Linked DNA regions of Rattus norvegicus: region 2 is linked to region 1. Evidence: chromatin contacts called from public Hi-C data. All regions are on one chromosome and are shown on one strand. Each heading gives the region's core, a stretch centred on a gene start, on an enhancer-like site or on the middle of the called end of the contact. The rest is flanking DNA. Distances are from core to core; before and after follow the strand shown.

Region 1 (4,909 bases), core at 2,263-4,762:
GCATTAGGTAGGAAGGCCTGGCTGGAGGCAGAGGAGATGGAACAAAGGTGAGGGCTAAAGAAGGCAGAGCTTTTGGTCAGTAATAAAAGATAGCGGTTTGGTGCCCTGGGTATGATGGAGCAATCTTTACTTCCTGAGATGGCCAATCTTGACTCAATGTGGTAGGGATTAAATCATCACACAAACACACCTCTGGACATGTCTATGTAAGATTTTCTACCTTAGACTGATGTGAGGAGATCCACCTTAAATGTTGGTGGTCCTATACCAGGGACTGGGTTCCATCCACAACTGTAGCTGGGTACCAGCATCCATTTCTCCCTACTTCCTGACTTGCAGATGTTGTGTGGCCAGCTACCTCCTACTTCTGCTACTATGTCTTTCCCCCCATGATGAGTTGCACCTCTTTGAACTGTAAGCCAAAATAAACTTTCTTCGCAGACTGCTTTTGTCGCAGTGATGAAAAGTTAACCAACAGGACATCTAACGGAGGTATGGGACCTCTTGCCAGAGCCAAGCCACCATACACTTAGTCAGCACTTGGTGTGAATCCTATGGTCTAGAACTCCCAATCAGATGTCATTTGTGTCATAGCCAATTCTGGCTGGTTCTATCACTCTAACAACTACAGCTTAAACATTACCTTATGTGTGTACATATGCATGTGTGTCTATGCAGCGTTTACATACAAGTCTCTTGGACTTTGATCCCTTGAATCTGGAGTTACAGTACATTGTGAGACACCATGTGGGTGTTGGGAATTAAACTCAGATTCCATGGACGAGCAGCAAGTGCTCTTGTCCACTGAACTATTTCTCCAGTCCCCATATAGCTATCTTAATATTTGATTTTATTCAATTTTTTTCTTCTTCTTGGAGGCAGGCTCTCTATGTAGCACAGGCTGGCCTTGAACTCAGTCATCCTTCGGCCTCACTCTCTTGGAATGCTAGATTATAGAACCTAACCTGGTTCAGTACTGTGCTTTAAAGGACGAAGCCTCCTATTTAAATGATTCTAGATTCAAGGGGCTAACCACACCCCTTAGCATCTCCACCTGGGTATCTGACAGGCACAACTGACCTAGTGTAAACTGTTCACAACCCCAAATCAGGGAGCTGCCCTCCCAGTCTCACTTCCCACAGTCAAACCACGGCCCAAGAGTCCTTCCTCCAAAAATATACCAAGACCCACCACTTCTACGTCCATGTCACAACTGGGATGTCTCCTCCTTCCCTTGGGCTCCCCAGGAACCTCTTATCCTGTCTGTGTACCTACTGCCTCCTTAGTCTATACTTATACTGTGCCATTTTCCCATCTCAGGATAAAACTCCTTGTCCTTTCTCAAGGCTTCAAGTTCATACCACCCTTTTCCTGCTCATCACCAGGCTTAACTTCCTTAGGACAGTCTCCAGGCTTGAATGCCCTCTTCCTGGTCACATGACAGGCTGCTTCTAAGTGGCTCGACATCCAGGGAGCAGAGGGGTGGCCCTCGCACCCCATACCTCACCAGTGCTCCACAGTTCAGTCTTCTTCACAGCAAAGTTGTCTCACTTTTAAAATGTTCATGTTCCTGTCTCCCCCCAAACCAGGCTAAAGGAAGCATTGCATGGACAAGGACTCGTCTGTCCACTTGTCCACCAGCAAATGCACTTGATGAACAGATAGATACCTCTTGAATGAACTAAACTCTATCTGCACAACCACACAGGAGTGCTGGCAACTGTAACCCTGAAAACCAAAACTCAGTGCTGTGCATTGCCTTTCTTTTCTTAAACAGTTGACAGGGAAGGTTTCCGTTCCCAAAGAGTAAATAAAAGTTTTTGGGTTTTTGTTTGTTTGTTTGTTTTTTAAAGAAAGTTTTCGTTCGGCCTGCACATTCCAACCCACTGGAAGAACCCTCCTGCATTCCGGCACAAGAGCTGCAGCCACGACGGCAAGAGGAAGGAATCTCAGTCTCAAGTGTCAGAAGCTGAAGCATGTTGTGCGGCCAAACTAGAGTGTCAGAGTGTCTGTGCACCTCCCTGATGGTTTATTCTTTACAAACAAAACCCTCCACCTGCTCAGGTTAGGCCCAAGGCCAAGAACAGACAATAAAACTGAATGTTTACACTCAAATCTTCATTAAAACCCTATAAAACTTACTGTGAAGGCTTAAAAGGCTAAGACCACAGAGCCAAGACCATATAGCTTCAAAGTGGTTAAGAAGAGTCAACCCTTGAATATCAAGGCCAAGTTGCAATCCTCTGTGTGACCACCTCCGAGCATGGGGGACATCTCTAAAGTGGACCCTATGCACACTGGTGCCAAGTGGTGACTGTGTACCAAGCCCACACCAAGGCCTCACCCGGACTGAAAAGCTGGGCCCAGAGGTACTGGTGGTCCTGAAGCAGCTCCGAGGCGGGCATTTCCAACAGCTCCAGCATTTCCTTCCTTGCTAAGTCCTGCAGTGCCTTGAGCTCCTTGGTTCCTTTGCTTTTGAGCACCTGGGGGTGGATGGGAGCAGAGACATGCACCACCCACAGCACCGTCTCGTCCATCTGTGTCTTGGGAGCCACCTGGAGCCTGTTCACTAACTTCTTAGAGGTCACCACTACCAAGTGCACCAGCCCTGATGGAAGGGGTGTGGACCGGCCCGAGTATAGGAGAAACTGGTGATCTCCAACCTTCTCCAGAGTGCTGGTGAAGGACTTGGGGACTGGGCCCGAGGTGGGCCCCACAGTCTGGAACGCGGCCACGCGCTCCGTGGGATTGTTGAGCTGGATGCGCTGCAGATAGACGTGGGGTCGGCCTCGGTGCGCCAGGAAGTCCTCCTGCAGTAGCACGCAGTCACGGCCTGAACCCGTGGACAGCCCGGAGGCTGAGGCGGGCCCGGGGACACCAGCGGCAGGGCCTGAGCCCGGGGTTCCCAGCTGCAGGCAGCGCACTCGGCGCAGCAGGCCCTCCCGCAGCAGCAGCACCGCCTCTCCAGCCTCAGCCACCACATTCAGCGGGCGTAGTTGCACGAAGGGCACGAAGTCCGGCGTCACGGCAGGCTCCCGCTCTCCGGGCGTCACCCACAGCCGGTTGTTGGCAGCGTCCAGAGCCAGAAAGCCGTTGGCCACCAGAGCTGGCACCCCGGGGCCCAGCGGCACCGCCTCGCCGCGATCACGCAGGCCGCGCCACGCGCGGGTGGCCGCTTCCAGGCAGGCGGACGGCTCGGCGGCGCCCGGCTCGCTGCGGGCCCAGGACGGCAGGTGCAGGCCACCCGCCGCCCGCCGCGCCCCGGAGCTCGCGAACCACAAGAGCAGCAGCAGGAGGCCGAGCAGGCAGAGGAGGCGGCGGGCCCAGCTGCTCGACAGCAGCCCCGGCAGCCCCTTCAGGCGCTGCTGCAGCCACATCGGGCCCGCCGCCCAGCCCTCCCGCCCGGCCGCCGCCGCTCACTCCCCGGGCCGCGTCGCCGCGCCCACCTCAAAGCCCACCGTAGCCGCCCCAGCAGCCACCTTCACCGCTTCCTCCTTCTTCTTGGTTGCCTCCTAGACGTCAAACGCCGCCGGCCGTAAAGCATCGCTGAGTTTTTTTTTTTTGCGACAAGGTGGAAAAGCGGCCAAGGGCGGGATTTGGGGAAGGGGCGGAGTTTCTTTGAGGGCGTGGCCGGGCGGGGGCAGGGCGGGGCAAAATGTGGGCAGGAATCCAAATGGCTTGGTGGAAAAAAGAGAAAAGAAAATCAGAGAGCAAGCCAAACCCAACGAGAGCTGCGCCTCGTTAGCTGCTGATGGTTTCAACAGCCCTAAAGTTAAAAAATAAAAACGTACTGTTTCTGTAAACTATTTTTAACTGAATGAAGAAAAGACATAGAGGTAAATGGAAGGAAGGAAAGAAGGAAAGGAGACAGGGAGGAATGAAGTGTAGAGGGAAGGAAGAGGAGGAGGAAGGGTAGCCACTGAAAAACGATGTCCTAAGGAAATATTTTGTCGGCAGCGTTTCAAACCTGCCTGGCTGTTGAGTACACCAGAGTGGGACATAAATCCAGCTCAGGAATGCCTGTTTCTTAAACACACCAAGTAGTTTTCTTAAGGTCCATCTTTAACTCATTCAATAACAGTTTTAACTCATTCAATAACACGAAACATACTTTTCTCATACTTTGACATGACCTACAGCATCCATATGGGGGGGAGGGGCGGCGCGGCCTGGGAATCGACTGGAGCCCTGGAGCAGACAGTGGGTGGTTGTTTCCACTTTGGATTCTAGGCAGACAACGGGCGATTGTTTCCCATTTTGGAGTCTGAGCAATCCAGAGCTAGATGGGCTGTTGCAAATTCACAGTTGACAATTAAACGGTCACTTGAGGTGGTTTCTAGTGGGCTGTAAGCAGACAGAAAGTTGTTTGCTGAAGTTGTGAGCCCGCGTCGCATTGGAAGAATGCTCATCCTGTTTTGCTTTTACTTTATTTTTTTGTTCATCTTTGAGACAGGATCTCTCTTGTATTGTCCAGACTGGACTTCAAACAATTCCTAGGCCCCAAAGATTCTTTCTCAGCATTCCCAGTCGCTAGAATTAAAGGCACATGTCCAGCTTTTACCCGTTTTTATTTTCACACAAGAATCCATGCTAAGAGCCCGGCAGTGGTGGCACATGCCTCTAGTCCGAGCACTTAAGAGACAGGGGCAGGTGGATCTCGGAGTTGGAGGCCAGTCTGGTCTACAGAGTTCCAGGACAACCAGGGCTACACAGAGAAACCCTGTCTTGAAAAACTAAACTAAACAAAGAAAAAAAACAAACAAACAAATGCCCCAAAGCTCAATAGCACATTTTTAGCCAGGTATTGTGTACATGTCTTTAATCTGATTCTTTGAAGAGGCAGAGGTAGATGGATTTTAGTGAGTTCAAGGCTGGCCTGTCTACACAGTGAGACTTTATCTCAAAGTAA
Region 2 (5,036 bases), core at 756-3,255, 220 kb before region 1:
CCTCAATCTCCTCATCTGTGAAATGGTGTCATCGTTGTGTCAGACCATCAGACTTATAGTGAAATTCATCCCCTCCCCACAGAGGAAGGAGCAAGGCAACAGGGGTAGTCATAGCCACTCTTGCTAAGTCAGTGGGAACTCCTGACCCTACAGAGGGAAGTGGGCACCAGGAAAAAAAAGCACCGTCTCCCAGGCTGGGTTCTTGAGGTCAGTCCATTGAATACCCAGGATGGTGTGGGCAGCTGTGTATCTCTTGGATCTCAGCCCGCCTCATCTGGGCCACCGAAGAAGCCTTGAGTAAGCAGACACTGAGTGCCTAGTATCTCTAAAGGAGAGAGGGCCAGTGGGGAGGGGACCCAGCCATCCTGGGTAATGGAGGCCGCTTCTCTCAGAGTTCCTGAAGACTGGACCCTGAAAAACCAAGGAAATAAGGGGAGCAGGCCTGTGTCAGGTGTCAGGGGAGGGACAGATGGCCAGGTCCCTAAATCCCCTCTAAGGTGTTGCAGCCAGTATCACTACACTGTCTGACCCAGGAAAGCTGAATCAGGATTTCCCCTCTTTCTTTAGAGCACACAACGAATCCTCCATCAGCCATGGTGAATTGTTTACACACACACACACACACACACTCACACACACACACACCCCGGATAGGGGAAGGAGAAAGAGGGAGGGGGAGGGGAAGGGAAAGAGAAGGAGAGAAAACTACTTTCCCTGCATTTCTAACGTGTTTTGGTCATGTTTTCTTAAGTAGGTGTTTATCCCTCCACTGGGAATGAGAAAACAACGGGCACAGAGAGACCTAGCATTTCTTCCAGGTTCCACCACAGGACATCATCAAGCAGAAAGAAAAAGAGTGGTCCCTCCTGCTTCCAACAGCTCTGAAGAGCTGGGCCCACTGTCCTCACCTCTCCACCAGCACCCCAGCCCTGCCCTGGCCCCAGCAGATACCTGATGCTCTCAGGAAAGGTGTACCTCACCCAGTCCTCTCTCCTGGCCCCTAGACCTGGCATTGAGGCCCCAGATCGGATTACAGCCCGCCCCCCTGCTCCTTTGCACACAATTTGCCACATTGTTACGCTAGGAAAGTTATCTAGCCCTGGATGCTGACCCCAAGCTGACTTGCTCACCTGGGTTGGGCCTCTGAGTCCAGGGACTTCCTGGGCCCAGGGAGAAATCTGGGGCCCTGTAGATGATGTTGAAGCGAGACACTGACTGAGAGTGGGGCTTGGGGAGGGGGGTGGACGGGGTTCAGGGATGAAGGGAAGCCTGACCACCTTGAGTTCATCTATTCCCTCACCTCCCTTAAAGAGCGACCACTCTGGGTGTGGTTAGTGAGGAAGGGGCGAGGGTCATGGCAAGCAGGTCTGCTCCCCAGTCTGACTCAGCAAGCCACCCCCTATAGGCCCAGCAGGGAGCTGAGGGGAGAAGGGGTGGGGTCTTTGGTGCCAGAAAAGATGACTGGGCAATCTTTGAGGACCCAGAGCTTCTGCCAAAAGCTGACCTCCTCATCCCCTGCCCGGTCCCCACGGAACAGCCTCTACTCCGATACAAGGCGGCCCCTCCAAAGAAGAGAGTCCCTCGGAAAGCTCGGATGGATGCAGGGTGAGGTTTAACAACCCTAGGACCCCGCGGGGACTCCGGAGGATCAAGAGGCAGGGTGGGCAGCACTAGCAAATGAAAGAAGTTCATGGAAGCAAGAACCTGGCTTTCAAACCCCAGGAAGCCCAGAGCCTGGGATGCCAGAGTCCTCCGTGCCATTTCAGAGACCTAGGCGTCCTCCTCCCTCCACATCCTGACACCCGGCAGAAACCTGCTCCCTAGACTGTCTCCAGGGTGTTCCTGGCGCGAAAGTTTGAGCGCCGTCTGCGGCGATGGCCCGCCCTGTCTCCCGGGTCTGTATCTAGCGGGGCCAGCAGCGGATACCTGGATCACCATCTCCATCCATCGCTGCGGCGCTGACGAGAGTGGAGCCTGAGCGCTGCGGGTGGCGAGTCCTGGAGCTGCCCGCGTCAGCCGGGCCCGCGCCGCCGCGCCTCTTAAAGGCCCCGTGCGCCCCGCCTCTGGCCCCCGGCTAAGGGCCGGGAGCCCTGCACCCCCCGTAGTCCAAGGTGCTGCTTCCGGGAGAAGCCGGGGACCGGAGAGGGGCAGGGACACCTACAGAATGGGTGGGCTCCAAGTGTGCCTAGAGAATGACTGCAAGAGGACATCGGGGGTCGGACTGTTAGGGAACAGAGGGTGTGGGCGCCGAGCCCAGTGGAGTTGGGGGTATCGGAACCATCCCCCCCCCTCAGGTAATTTTCCTACGCTGTGGTGGGGGCGAGTCCCAAGAGTGCGCGGGTGAGGCGGGGCCTGGAGGAATGGTGGGAGGAGTCTTGAGGGCAGTGGGAGGGGCCGCATCCTGAGCCAACACTGGCAGAAAAGCGCCGTTCCAAGACCCAACCTTGCCAGGGCAGCGGGACCAAACGCCGGTGACAGAGAAAATGGGGGTGGGGAGAGGGGCGTGGTCAGACAAACAGTGGGCGGGTCTCACCCCCGCCCTCCATTGACCCGGATGGCTCACTCCTGTGAACCAAGGGTATGGCGCAGCGCGACCAAACGTGGGTGACAAGGAGAATGGAGAGGGAGAGGGGCCAGTGTTGTGGGATTATGGTTAGGGCGGGGTCTGATGAGTAGTGGGCGGGACTGTGCCTTAGGTGCTGTTCTCCAACGCGGCACATTGCAAGGAGCAGGTGACAGCAGGAGGGGAGCAGTGAGGGCCCCAGCAGCGAGAGGTTTAGGGTGTAGTAGGCAGGTCTGCATTCCGGGCCACGCAAGCTCGGGCCGCACAGCCCCACGGTCTGGCAGGATCACTCAGCGCGGCGGATCGGAGGTGACTGCGGGAGGGGGAGCACCCTGCGTGGGGACTGAGACGCGGTAGGCAGAGACCTAGAGGGGAGGAGGGGCGCGCGCGCTTAGCGATCCTAAGTGCTTCAGCGCCTTTAAGGCCCAGGCCTCAGGCTTTGCCCCCACTCATTGTACTGTGAGGCTCCGAAGAACTGGGCTATGGACGCCTTCGGTGCTCAGAGATCTGAATCTGGTCTTGAGCAGGGCGGCCCGTTTTAGGGCCACGCATAAATGAGAGACGGCAGGGGCCCTGGGCGGGGTTGCGGGAGGGAGATAGGAAGGCTCTTTTCCACTCGCACATCTTTCCTCAGGCTCAGGTAAACAGGTCATATTCTCTGCGATCTTGAGAACGTCACTGAGTCTTTTGTACTCCGTGACCGGTCCTGAGGGCCAGTGATAACCTCCGATCATCGCCTCTCCCCATTCCCCCATGTGGGGGATGGGAGGAAATGAAGAGTAGCAAGCTGGAGTGCTCACAAGGCTTTTCATTGTGTCACCCCCCCCCCCTTAAAAGACTGAAAATGGCTGGCTCTACATTCAGTGAGGGCTGGGGCTGCCTCCCCTTCTCTCCTGTTAGTGTGACCTTGGGAAGCTCCCTGGGCTTCCTTAGATGCTGTTCTTGGGTGCCCCCGTTGGAGGGAAACCAGATTTTTTTTTCCGTTTATTAAGCAGCTCCCCAGCCCAGGAGCCTTGAGCTGGCGGTGACCCTGAAGGGAAGTACCATACCCGGCCCTTGTTTAACTGTGGTAACTGAAGGTCAGAACAGCACAGGAATTCTGGAGAAAGTCAGTGGCCGCTGAATTGGGAATCGCTCTATCCCTGGGTGCTGGGGTTGCCACTCACTGGCTAGGGAGAAGGCTGGGTGTATGGCACAGCTCTCCCATACCTGCAGGAACAGGCTAGGAACCGACACCATGGCTGTAGGCAACATCAACGAGCTGCCGGAGAACATTCTGCTGGAACTGTTCACCCACATCCCGGCTCGCCAGCTACTGCTGCGCTGCCGACCAGTCTGCAGCCTCTGGAGAGACCTCATTGACCTGGTCACACTCTGGAAGCGCAAGTGCCTTCAGGAGGGCTTCATCACCGAGGACTGGGACCAGCCCGTGGCTGACTGGAAGATCTTCTATTTCCTGCGTAGCCTCCAGAGGAACCTCCTTCACAACCCTTGTGCCGAAGGTGGGTACAGAGCGTATGCCTCAACAGGACACAGGCTCTGTTAGATGACCACAGTGTGTGCCCTAAACACTGGCTGTGAGCCCTTTACATTACGGCCTTCATTCCACCCACAAGAATTCTTAGACGCAGGTACTACTCTTTTCAAATGGGCAGACTGAAGTCAAGAGTACTATCTATTGTAGATTATTTCTATGCCGGGTCTGAGGGCACACACCTGTAATCCCAGCACTTGTGTGGGAAGTAGACACGAGAGGATAGGGAGTTCAAGGCCATCCGTCAGAGACCAGTCTGGGCTACTTGACTCTGTCTCAAGGCAAGCCAATTACTTCTCAGTTGGTAGTTGTGCTAATACCTGTAACCCCACCACTCGGGAGACTGAGGCAGGAGGATCATGTGTTTGAGGCTCCTCTCCTAAAATCCTCCCCAGGAAAAGAAATGAGGCCGGCTGAAACAAATTGTGCCAAAGACACTAATTGAAGCCACATTCCTCACAGACACCCCCCCCCCAGGTTAGACCTACAGAGTATTCCAGAAGGGGTCTTGCCTATGGATGAAGGAGTGATGAAGTTTCCTTAGCATTATGGTTCAAGAACAGGTGTTTGGGGGCTGGAGAGATGGCTCAGTGGTGAAGAGCACTGACTGCTCTTCCAGAGGTCCTGAGTTCAATTCCCAGCAACCACATGGTGGCTCACAACCATTTGTAATGGGATCCTACGCCCTTTTCTGGTGTGTCTGAAGACAGCGACCATAAACTTACATAAAACAAATAAATCTTTTTAAAAAATGAATTTAAAAGCAAAAAACAAAAACAAACAAACAAACAAACAAAAACAAAAACAAAAAACCATGTCTTCTTCTAGTCGTCCGGATACCCTACAGGTCATGCTGTGACCTGAGCATGAGCCACAGTAGGAAGAAACGTGTTTTCTGTTGCATGATCAAACATCAAGAAAAATGGTGAGGACCTTAGT

Evidence for each region. A called contact is a pair of places that touch in the nucleus more often than the background predicts.
Region 2: a Hi-C map of mammary epithelial cells shows a contact between it and region 1, with 3 times the contacts expected there. The contact joins the promoter of Fbxo2 here to the promoter of 2510039O18Rikl in region 1. A contact is called at or near these places in 2 of 12 Hi-C or Micro-C datasets (liver and mammary epithelial cells) and 1 of 1 datasets of contacts at active chromatin or transcription factors (oligodendrocytes).

What each region holds. Positions count from the first base shown.
Region 1 is chr5:163,653,709-163,658,617 of GRCr8, reverse strand. It overlaps 2510039O18Rikl (RIKEN cDNA 2510039O18 gene like), which reads right to left and starts at 3,512. Exons shown (of 3, transcript NM_001135781.1): 1 at 2,345-3,512. The coding sequence starts at 3,377.
Region 2 is chr5:163,873,048-163,878,083 of GRCr8, reverse strand. Fbxo2 (F-box protein 2) reads right to left here and starts at 2,005. Exons shown (of 6, transcript NM_053511.2): 1 at 1,927-2,005. The coding sequence starts at 1,948. It overlaps Fbxo44 (F-box protein 44), which reads left to right and starts at 2,585. Exons shown (of 6, transcript NM_001191576.1): 1 at 2,585-2,872; 2 at 3,779-4,065. The coding sequence starts at 3,801.